2 separate regions of the Sus scrofa genome follow, and region 2 is linked to region 1. A link is a contact called in public Hi-C data. All regions are on one chromosome and are shown on one strand. The core of a region is the stretch at or near the end of the contact, and the rest is flanking DNA. Distances in the headings are between cores, read along the strand shown. Region 1 overlaps ATG7 (autophagy related 7). Region 2 overlaps VGLL4 (transcription cofactor vestigial-like protein 4).

Evidence for each region. Hi-C and Micro-C count contacts between places; a contact is called where the count stands out from the background.
Region 2: a Hi-C map of fetal skeletal muscle shows a contact between it and region 1, with 4 times the contacts expected there. The contact joins two enhancer-like sites. A contact is called at or near these places in 1 of 5 promoter capture datasets (liver), 22 of 47 Hi-C or Micro-C datasets (adipocytes, adipose tissue, alveolar macrophages and 14 more) and 2 of 2 datasets of contacts at active chromatin or transcription factors (alveolar macrophages and skeletal muscle).

Annotation. Positions count from the first base shown.
Region 1 is chr13:67,521,609-67,527,619 of Sscrofa11.1, forward strand. All of the region lies in intron 18 of ATG7 (autophagy related 7), which reads left to right. Among named protein-coding and RNA genes, the nearest start is that of ATG7, 110 kb to the left of the region's middle. Within about 2 kb of position 2,448, at least 6 of the 83 cell types and tissues checked have an H3K27ac peak or open chromatin away from gene starts, as enhancers often do. A contact at or near this core is called in adipose tissue and fetal skeletal muscle, where this site is marked.
Region 2 is chr13:67,768,587-67,774,597 of Sscrofa11.1, forward strand. All of the region lies in intron 2 of VGLL4 (transcription cofactor vestigial-like protein 4), which reads right to left. Among named protein-coding and RNA genes, the nearest start is that of VGLL4, 100 kb to the right of the region's middle. Within about 2 kb of position 2,440, at least 22 of the 83 cell types and tissues checked have an H3K27ac peak or open chromatin away from gene starts, as enhancers often do. A contact at or near this core is called in adipose tissue and fetal skeletal muscle, where this site is marked.

The DNA of each region.
Region 1 (6,011 bases), core at 1,198-3,697:
AGGAGCAGAGAGACCTGAGGAGACTCTTGGCAGAGTATCCTTACTCTCATACAATTGTATCTCTCAGAATCTTGGTGATATTGCAGGAGCAGACTGTTGTAAAGAAGCAACTTGGCGTTCATACCATCTGGGACTACCTAGTACACAGATGTGGCACAATGTGCCCGGAAACCTGATCTTCAGAGTTTAATTAGCCATTACCAACCCTAATACTATATATACTCATTTTGGTGTTTACAGTATGATGGGCTCTTCTGCTGATGGGTTATGATTAAACTTCCCAGAGTGACTTGTTATTAGCTTTTTTGTGTGCACCTGTGTATGTGTGTCTTGAGAGGCGATAGGGAGAGGTTGCCATAAGAAGGATGTCTTGCTATCACCATACAGTAAACTGTACGTCCTTTTTGCCTTTGTCATAGCCACCCTGTCCACTTATCTTTTGATATGATAGAGTCCACCTTCCTTCTCTCATTTCTCTTAAATTTGTTACTTAAGCATGAAATACCGAAATTAAATTCAGCTATTTATTTAAACTTTTTTTTTTTTTAAGAAAACCTGTATCCCAAAGGAACTTGTTACCTAAATGTGCTACAGATGCACTGTTTATTTTTATTTTTATTTTTTTTTGGCCGAGTCCGCAGCATAGGGAAGTTCCCAGGCCAGGAAATGAATTCAGGAGAGAACAGTAACAATACTGGATTTTTAACCCACTGAGCCACTTAAAGAATAGATACAGTGGAGTTCCCATTGTGGCGCAGCGAAAACGAATCTGACTAGCAACCATGAGGTTGTGGGTCTGATCCCTGGCCTTGCTCAGTGGGTTAAGGATCCGGTGTTGCCGTGAGTTGTATAGGTCACAGACATGGCTTGGATCTGGCGTTGCTGTGGCTGTGGTGTAGGCCAGCAGCAACAGCTCTGATTAGACCCCTAGCCTGGGAACCTCCATATGCCGCTGGTGCAGCCCTGAAAAGACAAAAGACAAAAGACAAAAAAAAAAAAAAAAAGGAATAGATACAGCATTTAGAGAACAGAAAGAAAGACCAATGGTAGATTTAGAGGGAGAAGTTTCCGCTCTTACTGTGTATCTGTTAGCACACATTCATTTTTCAACTGACATTTGAATGTCTGCTGTATGCCCCAGATACAAAGATGATTAAAGTAGCCACTGCCCTCAAAGAACACTGTCTAGAGAGTAAGACCTATAAACCAACATCTCCCTAACACTCTGTTAAGTTCTGCAGGCAGGGTCCATCCTCTTGGTCCGGTATCCTGTACTATTGACTTTGTGAATGGGAAAGACCAGAGAGGCCTTGCAGTGTCTTCTAGGTCAATGCTAGAGGATGAATAGGAATTTGTAGAAATTCATGGGAGAGAGGGCAAGAGGAAGGTCCCCCAGGCATGGGGGTCATGTGTTTGATAGCCAGAGGCCAGCAAACAGTGTTGATGCCATTGTCCTGTGTAGCAGTTGTGACAGAGTCTGGGTCACGTAATTCAGTTCTAATTGTCCTCTTGTCTTGGCGAGTGCCATTTTGATTTCAGCTCTTCTTGAGCTGGAGTCTGACGTACTTTTTCTAACACTTAAGGCTGCTATTTTGAATTTTATAATTCCATGTAAAACTTTCTCACCTAGCACAGGCTTAGGGGGTTTCCTAGCCTAAGGAATCCAGCAGCTGTAGCGGTTGGGGAGGGGAGGCCCCAAGGGTTGGGGGGTGCAGGAAGGCAGTCAGGGGATTTCCAGGCCCTGGCTCTCCATCCCCTGCTGGCCACAAGCAAGGTGCACCCCCCCATCCCCGTCTGCCCGCCTCCCTTTCTTCTTTTGTTAAATGAGTCAGTCGGATGAGATAAGCCCTGGCTCTCTATTGATGCTCAAAGTTACTAGCGTTTATATTTCCTTTACTTACTTTTATTTAATTCTTTATTCCACAAGCAATGCATTTTCATTGCAGAAAAATCAAAAAATATATTTAACTATAAAGAAGTAATCAACTACATTCCAGCCACTCAGATTATTGTTAGATGTGGATATCTACCCTTCTTGGCTTAAAAAAAAAAAAATCTGTATTTCATGGGTATGTGCAGATAATTGTCCTCTCTGAACATTCCTATTGTAGGTTTGAAATGAGCTTTAGAGAGAGGGGTTTATGGGGCTGCCTCAAGGATACTCTCTGCTCTGATTTGATAGGGTTTTAAATCTCAATCATTTACAAGGACTGGCTGGAGCCCAATCGGAAGAGCTCTCCAAAGCTTGTGCCAGGAATTTTTGCATACAGCTTCTCAGTGGCAAATATTGCTCAAAACTGGGCTGCAGCCAGATTTTCCTTCTCTTTTCCAAAAGGCACATAAATCTCTGATCTGGAAAATGATGAGTAACCCCCAGGTTCTCTTTTTCTATCTCATTTACCCAGGGAGAGCTCAAGTCTTCTGTTTTAATGTGTGATGGATTCCATATGTACGATTGTGTGGTGTAAACTGTTATCCCACATCTTGTCCTTAGCAACTAGTGTTTCCCCCATCTCCAGAACCGCTTGGTTCCCAAAAGAAGATGGAATATCCATCCAGAGCCAGTGTGGAGTATTTAGCTACAAGCTCTAACCTCAGAGCTCTTGGCTCTTCACCTCCTTGAAAAACCTTGGACATTTCTCCCTTTGCTTCAATTTCCTCATCCATAGAGTGGGGAAAATATTTTCTGTTTCCCAGGGAAATTGCAATGGCTGACGTGTATCCAGTTCCCCGTGACCAAGTACCAAGGCCTTTGCCCACTCCTGGGACTGATGTTGACATTAGGAATAAGAGGAAAACAAAGACCCCTGTGATCACGTTGGGTCTCCCAGGGTGTGTGGCACCCTTTCTGGGCTCACTGTTCAGAAGCAGGTATAGTGAAAGGCCTGATTGAAAGTCAAGGCTGTCTTGGCTTTGAGAAGCTGCAGAAACCTCCCATCATGGTTCATGATGACTACTACCACCAAAACCTTTTCTGGAATTCCAGAGAACTCAGCCTTACTGGTTACTTCTGACCTGTCTTCTGAGGCCACCTAATCAGTCATTAAGGTTCATGCTCCTTACTCCTGCCTCTGTCACCTGAAGTCACAAAGACATGCCTCCCTTGTCTAAACACATGCCTTTTTCCTTATAGAATCTCTTTTACCATCCAGGCTAGAAAATTTAGGGCTGTGTTCTCCTTAGATGGTTCTACTGGCTGCCTGGCCCAAGAACAGTCTTCAGGTTATTGAGAATCTGGGTTCCTTTTAATTTGGAATTACTCTCATTCACTTGTAGCCTTTTCCCCAAGCCCAACGCTTGACATAGTGGTTCTTAATTTTTTTAAGTCAACTGGTCCAGACGGATGAAAGCCTGCTCCCCTTCCCCCAAATGGAAGGCACACACAATTTTGCCGACAATTTCATGGGCTTCAAGAAGCCCCAGAAATGTACCTGCAGATCCTAGGAAGGCATCCTTGCTGAGTTTCTTTGGTACTGTTCCCACATTCTCCTGGGTGAGACTTTGGGGGATGTAGGTTGCAGCCAGCCCCAGCCCCGCAATGACCTCTCTGTTTAGCTTTAGGAAAGCAGCCCCCTTTCTCTGAGGACTTACTTTCTTCAACTGTAGTAAGTAAAGGGAGGTACATGGGCTGATCCATCACTGGGTTTTGTTACGCGACTCTGAGACTGTGTAGTCTCTTGATCAGCTACTTCGTATCTTGTGGCCCTGCTGTATACAGCTGGCACTGGAGGAAACACTGACCTGCTCAGAATTCTAAGAATTAATTCTCCTTCCTCTGGTGGTTCATTGATTTGACTCCTGATGGGCAAAGCGCCCCAACTGTCTTCTGTGGCTGTTCTTTCTTTCCTGCTTATATATGTAATACATCCATCTTCTTCCCTCCTCCTTCCACCCTTAATACCTTTGCCAGGTAGGGAGAGGGAAACATAGTAGTAACTGCTGGTTTTTTGCAATAAGGGAGCCATCAGCTTGGATTGGGAAACCTTTTATGGATGTACATGCTTGTAGATACACAAGTTGCATATAGTTATATATTTAGCTGTTTATATTGAATAAACACCCAAATATATATGTATATGACTTTATTTTAATGACTTGTCATAGTTCAATTCAGCAAATATTGGAGCTTCTGTTTCATGATACACTTTCAGATGATACAGAGGTCAATAAGACAGCCTCTGAAGATTCTGATGCTATCCTTCTGCACAAGATAGTAAAGTTATAGTACACAGTTATATACATGCCAGCATATTAACTTATTTAAATATCTTTATTCAGGAAATATTCCTAAGCTTAGATGGGATTACTAGTTCCTAGCTGATGATTAAATATGCTTTGAGTGGCAAGAAAAATTAATGAATGTTTTTGTAGATAAATAAGTGAACAGCACAAGAGAAAGGAATGGGAAGAGAGCCTGTGCCCTCTAGGGGCTCAGTCTGGTAGGTAGCTAAGGCTTGGTAGCAGGTGCCCTCTGCCTACTAGTGCAGAAGCGGAAGCATGCTTTATCATGAAGCCATAAGTGGCAGCTGTTATCAAATGATACATTTCAGTGCTCTCATTATTTATTCAGCTGAGCTTCTTTCCAGCTTTTACTATCTCGTGTGCTTTACTTGATGCTTTCGATGATTTGTTATTGTGTTGGAGGATCATTTCCAGAGTATATTAAAATAAGGAACCTTTGGGATTCATCAAAGATGACTTAACGTTTTATGAAAGGACATATTCTGGCAGTGAGCTCCTCACAGGGTTTTGCTTGCTCTCCTGCAGCATTTGAAAAGTCTCCATTTTATTTTTTCTAAAAGGCCTTCCAATATCCTGTTCAGGTATTTCTAAAAGTTCTTATCACTGCAGCCTTTCTTGCCATAGAAGATGTGAAAGAACTGTGTGAGAACATCCTATTCCCAAAGTTATTGTTGGTATAACTTGTTGATATAATATCTTATGTGATGATAGTGATAAATCCTAAAGTGTCTGGCCTTCCCTAGTTTTAAGCAATTCTTCCAGCATAAAAATTTTGTTAAAGTTTTTTTCTTAACAAGGAGGAAAAGATTACGTGCTTCTGTTTTCTGGAGCATCTAAGGGCTGGCTAAGGCACATACTAAAGTTACACATCCTAAATGTATAGCTGTCAAACTAATGCTGGGGAAATACCTCCTCTGTGGTCATGACAGGGCTGCAGGTGTGCCAAAGGGACAGTCAGTGGGAGAACAGATATGGCAAATTTTGTAGACTGGACACTGTGTAAGTGCATACCCAGCAGTAAGTGTACACTCATAGGGAATGGCAATATCCCTGGGTAATTGCCCATCTCCCATGAGGATAGTTTGGAGGGTATGTTGAATGGTCCCAAGGCCTGCAGTCAGAAGGTAACTGTCACCAGAACTCCAGACAGCTGATGTAGCTTGGCAGTTGACTCTGGATTTACTGAAGCATTTGGATATTTTTAAGACTGTTATGAGCCCTCCAACTTGAGGCAGAAATCCATGCAGAAGTATATTTTTGTGTCGCTTGTAAAAGCGGGAGAGAAAATGTGGGTTTCTCCTGGTTCTCAGTTATACTTAATGTTTCCCTTGCCTTTTACGTTAACTTTTTCATGAAGGATCCTAAAGGGAGATGATTTAAAAAAAAAAAAAAAAAAAAAGAAAGTGGGGCTTGAAGCAAGTGGTAACGATTCACTGTTGCATTAAACCCCCTCATATATCCCAAGCGTGAAATGTGAGCTTCATGTCTCCCTTTCTTAAGGGGGAAAGTGACTAACAGATGTCTGTGGGATTGCTACTGTGCCCGTACCCTGATTTTCTAAAATAGTTCTCTCTGACCTGACAAAACTTGACTTCAATCATAATGCAAGTGGATTTAAAAAAAATAATAATAAATGAGCACAAAATGTCTTCCTGGTAGAATAACATACATAAGTAAGAAAACAAAAACACAGACGCGCCACTTGGCTCTACTGGAGGAGTAAGAGTTTTATTTCACAACATCTGCTGTGCTTTGCCTAATCACTCACT
Region 2 (6,011 bases), core at 1,190-3,689, 250 kb after region 1:
TCTGGTATTTCTGAGCTGTGGGTGGAGGCAAGTGGGAGTCAGGGTGTGGGTGATGGGACCACGCAGGACGAGGCTGGCGAGAGAATGAGGAGGAACACTCTGGCAATGCTACGGCCCAGGGCCAGGAGGGGACGCAGGGAGCAGGCAGCCATGTGGGTATTTTAGTAACAATGAGGAAAACCCACTGAGACCTAACAAGAGAAGACCACTTCCCCTTCATCCGAGGTCCTCTTCCATTTCTACTCTCTGTCCCTAGGTGACCATTCTTGTCCAAAGTTTCACTTATCCTCTATCCCAAATTCATATCCTCTCTCCTCTGAGTGCTACACCCATACATGCAACTTTCTGATATTTATCTCTTCTTTGAAATTTCAAAGATCCTTCAAACTCTACACACGAAAAAGTAAACTCATGGTCTCACCCCAGATCCCAGTCTTTTCCCCATGTTTCCATCTCTGCAAAGGGCAGCACCCCACACACGTGGACCAGCTGGAAACCAGACTTTCACTGTCCTCCTGGCCCTTTCTCTCACACCCTGCTCCACCCAGGGCCTCTCTCAGTATCACTAAGATCTTCCCGCTTCTCCCTCCTCCAACTCCTCCATCCCCTCTACCCCCTCTGGCCTAAACCACTGCAGGTTCACAGCTCTCCTATTGCTCCTCTTACCCTCCAATCTACTCTCATGGGCCTGCCTGGCTTTTCTGCGAACTCCTACCCACCACCAGGAGCACATGTTGCTCATCCGTGCTTTGTTCACAATGGAGGGGGGACTGGACAAGTAATTGCACCAACCGAAGGAGGAATTTGAAGAATTTGGAAGGAGGAATTCCTGTTGTGGCTCAGCAGAGAAGAACCCAACCAGTAATCCATGAGGATGCGGGTTCGATCCCTGGCCTCGCTCAGTGGGTTAAGGATCCGGCATTGCCAAGAGCTGTGGTGTAAGTTGCAGATGAGGCTCGAATCCGGCATTGCTTGGCTGTGGTGTAGGCTGGTAGCTGCAGGTTCAACCCCTAGCCTGGGAACTTCCATGGGCTGCAAGTGCAGCCCTAAAAGACTCCCCCCAAAAAAAAAAATTGGAAAGTATCAGCACCAAAAGGCACAGAGACTCAACTAAGGTAAGGACTAGAAAGTGTCCATTAAACGTGCCACTAGGATATCATTTAGTAACCTCGTCCAGAACAATTTCAGTGGAGCCCTGGGAACAGAAGTCAGATGACAGTGACAGTGGATTGAGGAACAGAAGGTAAGGAGGGATACAGTGACCTTCTTCTCCTGGTAACCTGGATGGCAAGGAAAAGACTGTGCGATGGCTAAAGGGTAACACAAGGCCTAGGGATGGACTCGTTTTTGTTTTAAAGTTGGGAGACACTTGGGCGTTAAGTACATGATGAAGAGAAAGACCCAGGAGAGGAAGAAGGGGAATCAGAAGAGCAAGAGAGCACAGATAAGTTCCTGCGGCCAGGGAGGTTGGGACTTGTGAGCACCGATGCAAGAATCAGCCTTTCACTGAATCTAAGGGAAAGCAAAGAAGGATGGATTGTGAAGAGAACACAGGTAGGAAAGCCAAGGAGGTATGGCGGGTCCCCTATTTTCTCCTTAAATGGCACATAAGGATCCTTCCAGCTGGGTAAGAAGTCTCTCTCCTGTTCTTTCTCTTTGTTGCACAAAATAGAAAGCCATGCATGGCATGCACGTGTGTATGTGTGTGATACAGATGTGTACTTCAATGTGCAGTATTTATTATTATTATAAATATAAATAATAATACTAGCATTTATACTATTTCACATTTTCAATGTGCTGTATTTATTATTATTACAAATATAAATAATACTAATAAATATTAGTATTTATACTATTTCACATTTTCAATGTGCTGTATTTATTACTGGACGCCAAGAGCAATGTCTAATGTCTGCTAGTCCTAGAACTCTACTTCACTCTAGCTCTTCCGGCACCAGTGTCAGTCATCTCTCTCCCACTCTCTCTTTTTTTTTTTTTTTTGGCTACAGGTTCGGCATAAGGAAGCTCCCAGCCAGGGGTGGAATCCGAGCTGCAGCTGCAACGTACATCACAGCTTCAGCAACACTGGATCCTCAACCCACTGTGACAAGCCGGGGATCAAACCTGCACCTCACGGCAAACCAAGCTGCTGCAGAGACAATGCCAGATCATTAACCCACTGCACCCACAGCAGGAACTCCAGCCATCTCTTAGGGATATAAAGCCTGTAACAGAAAAGGGTCTCCATCAATATCCCCAGAAACTCGTGGTAATTGTTTCCAACTGTCCATTTAGCAGGGCCGTGCTGGAAAACCGGATGGAGGTTTTCTATCAAGAATGACCACTATTTTCCATCAGTGTTTTCCCTCCACTCAGTAGAACTTCAAGCCTGGTACCGCCGCTATTACGTAACCCTTTCAAAAGCTACGCAAGCCACTCTCCTGGGTGATTTGAAGCACTGGCAAAGAGGTCAGAGCTTTTCAAGAGGAAAGTAAAACAAGGGTTCTCCGTGGGGTGAGTCAATGGTTTATCAGTTGCTCCTCAGAAAAACATAGTTTAAAAGGACACGCGTAGTAAGAAAGAGAGAAAATGGGTACAGGACAAAGCTGCTGACATTGAAATTAAATTAAAAATTAATCCCTTGTCACTTTAATAGGGCTGCCACATAAGAAAAGATGTGTTTGTTTTTAAAGGGGGAAAACATCCAGAAATTTGCACTCATCACTCCCTCAACTGTTATCAGAGAAGAAGCACAGGCTCTGTCCAGCTGGATCTGGGGTAGTGTAAACACTTTGCTAAATTGCTTGGCAGAACGCATCTGCATCAAACCATTAAATTCTGGAATTCACTCTATTAAAATCAAATCATTAGCCAACAAGAATTCACAGGCAACTATTTTCATGCAAAACAGATATACAATAAAAATTAAGAGCGATACATATGGATGATCCTTTCTCATTCATAATTTTAGATGATGCACAATGCTGACTATTGTTTCAGGTCTTTGTTGCCCTTTAACAGCCATCTCTACACAATGTAGAGTATTGTCTGAATCCTGGAACAATTTAAGCTTTTTCTGTATATCTAAAAGTCCCTGGATTAACATCCAAAGAAACCTGGCACTGCAGCAAAGTTGACTTGTAACAAGTCTCAGCCTTTAAGCAAATTGCTTATTAATGCAGAACTAAAGTTTCTGCTCAGACCCTAATTAAGCTGTGTGTCTCCAGAAGTGTCCCCCACTCCGCACTCTCCAAAATGGGGCAGAGTTTTTCTAACACATGATTTTCCATTACAGCATGGACGGTGGAGGATTTTAACAGGTGGTGAAGACTGTGACCAAAATACTGGCTGAAAAAAAAAGTTCAGACCAAAGTGTCACCAGGTCTATTAACAGTGGAGCAGCAGGTGAGTGACAAGTGAGGCTGGGACATCTGCATTTATTCCATGGAGAAGTGCCCCACCCCACCCCCACTCCAGAGCAGGCTTCATATGGAAAAGACAAAAAACAACCTTATAAAAGGTCTTATAAACAAAACACAAAAGAAGATTTACAGCATAATTCCAGTTATACAGGACTTGGGGGAAAAAAAAAAAACAACAACCGGACAAAACTAAGCTAATTTGTTTAGAATGGCTCACACAGGTCACAAAGGCATGAAGAAAAGCAGTTTACAATTGCGATGACCTTGGGGGTTGGGAGGAATTCTGACTGGGAGAGAACACTTGAAGGAGGCAATTTACTCTTTCTTGACCTGGTGATGATCACAAGGCTGTCTTGTTTTGCTTTGTGTTTTTTTTTTTTTTTTTTACTGCACCCACGGCATGTGGAAATTCCTGGGCCAGGGATCGAACCTGAGCCACAGCAGTGACAACACTGAATCCCCAAATGCCAGGCCAGAGAACTCCAAGATTGTTTATTTTTTAACTGTAAACTACACATAAGTTCTGTGCACTTTTATGTATATATGGTATATTTCACAATCAAAAATGTTAAGAGACAAAGACAAGGAGAGAGACAGACAGACACAGGCAGAAAGACCAAGCCCAAGACCTAACACATTCCTTAGCAGAGTAGAGGCATTCCATAAATATTTAAGAGAGTGGATATTGGGTGACAAAAGGACAGTACTGAGTCTTCACTGATCACTTACTAAATATATTTCAGTTCATTATGTTTACAGACTTCTTTGCAAACAGATGGGTGAAATGTTAAGAGTTCGGCAAGATCATGTAAACAGCAACAAATTAAAAACAACTTGCAGAATAGATTTTCTATTTTTTTAGGGTAAATAAACACTCTTTCAACTGGTAGTGATCCACACTGTCAGGATTAAAACATATCCTGTACACCATACCCTGAAATTAAAACAATCTACAGAATTCTAAGAAAGGCAGGAAACAAAACAAAACAAAACAAAACAAAAAAACCCTGTGGAAAAGGCAAGATAAGAAAGCAAACTGATGGAAATAACCCTTAGAGCTTAGTAGAACATGTAACATTCAGGAAGGAAGAGAGAGAAAGAGAGCAAGAGAGAGAAAACTTTCAGACTCTGCTTTTAAAATTAAGTGGTTGGAGGGCTTGTGTGTGTGTGTGTGTGTGTGTGTGTGTGTGTGTGTGTGTGTGTGTGTGTGTGGTGTGTGTGTGTGTGTGTGTGGTGGTGGTGGTGGTGGTTGGGGGAGGCTGATATTTGACCTCATTAAAAAAAAAAAAGACTTTCTAAGACAAACTTGATGTTGCTGTGCTAGGCTAGAACCCAGCTTCGTGGAGCTCACGAAGTATATACACGGAGACCACGAAGCATAAACATTCACAGAAGACACGTTAAGATGCACAGAGATAAAACAGATACAGCCAGAAACAATCCCTGGTAAAACTAGTTTTATGTACTTGTGTACATGCAGAAGTGCTAAATCTGGATCTAATTTCTTCAACACAACACAACCCAGGGTTTCTACACCATCCTCACAAGCTTCACAATCAAGCAGGACCAAACTTTATGAGAGGTTTTGAATCTTCTCACACACAGAAGCGGAATTTCTTTGCACCTTATGGCATAAATTTTTTTTGTTTTTTTAAAAATCTTTCTTTCCAGTGACGAATCCAAACAGCCTAGGAAGAGAAGGCCATGCAGACAATGGGGAAAGAAAGGAGGAAGGAAGGAAGAGAAATCCGCCTTTGAAAACAAAGCCATGTGTAGGTTCCAAGAAACAGCCAAGTGAAATAATCCTTCCAGAGGAGGGCAGGGAAAGAAGGGAGGAGAGCTGGGAGGAAGGGGGGATGGTCACGCCTTCCCTTCACACACATGGTCATTAGAAGGGATCTGAGCTGGCCAGATCTCTCATAGGACTCTTGGGCTCACCTGGGCATATGTCTTATTAATCCATCTCCTCCCAATCTCTCCCTCCCCCCTTACCCGCTCAAATTAAAAGCTACAGTAAAATGAATTTCCACAGCAAAATAGTTACAGATGTTCCGCCTCAGAATACACCCCTGGATTAAGAGCTGGTCACCTGATATCTGGGGCTGGGGACTGAACAGAGCTGGTACAAAATGGCCCTGCTCTATGCCCTTTTCACCTTAGCAGTACCCAGAGGTCCTAAGTTTCCTGATGCCTCTGAGCTCATTAGACAAAGAACAATGAAACCAGGACTCTATTCCACTGCCAGTGGTTAAACTGGCAGAAAACAAAAGAAATCCGGTGCCCAGCCCTGCTCATATATCTCTAGCAGGGTCCTACCCCACTCCACCTCCCCAGTGTACATTTTCCTTTCAATCCCAGAAAATTAATTTAAACATAGCCTGCGGTGAAACAAGTGAGAGTTAGGTCCTTGAAACAACGAACAGCTCTAAAAGGTGAGGCACTGGGAATACTCTTCTTTTAAGCTTTCAGAAGATCACAATTTGCAATCTATTCTTACTTTCTCCCAATATAAATCACACCATTAAATGAAAAGCGGAGAATTCTTCTACCAAATTACACACTAATGGCTCTTAACCCATAATTAAA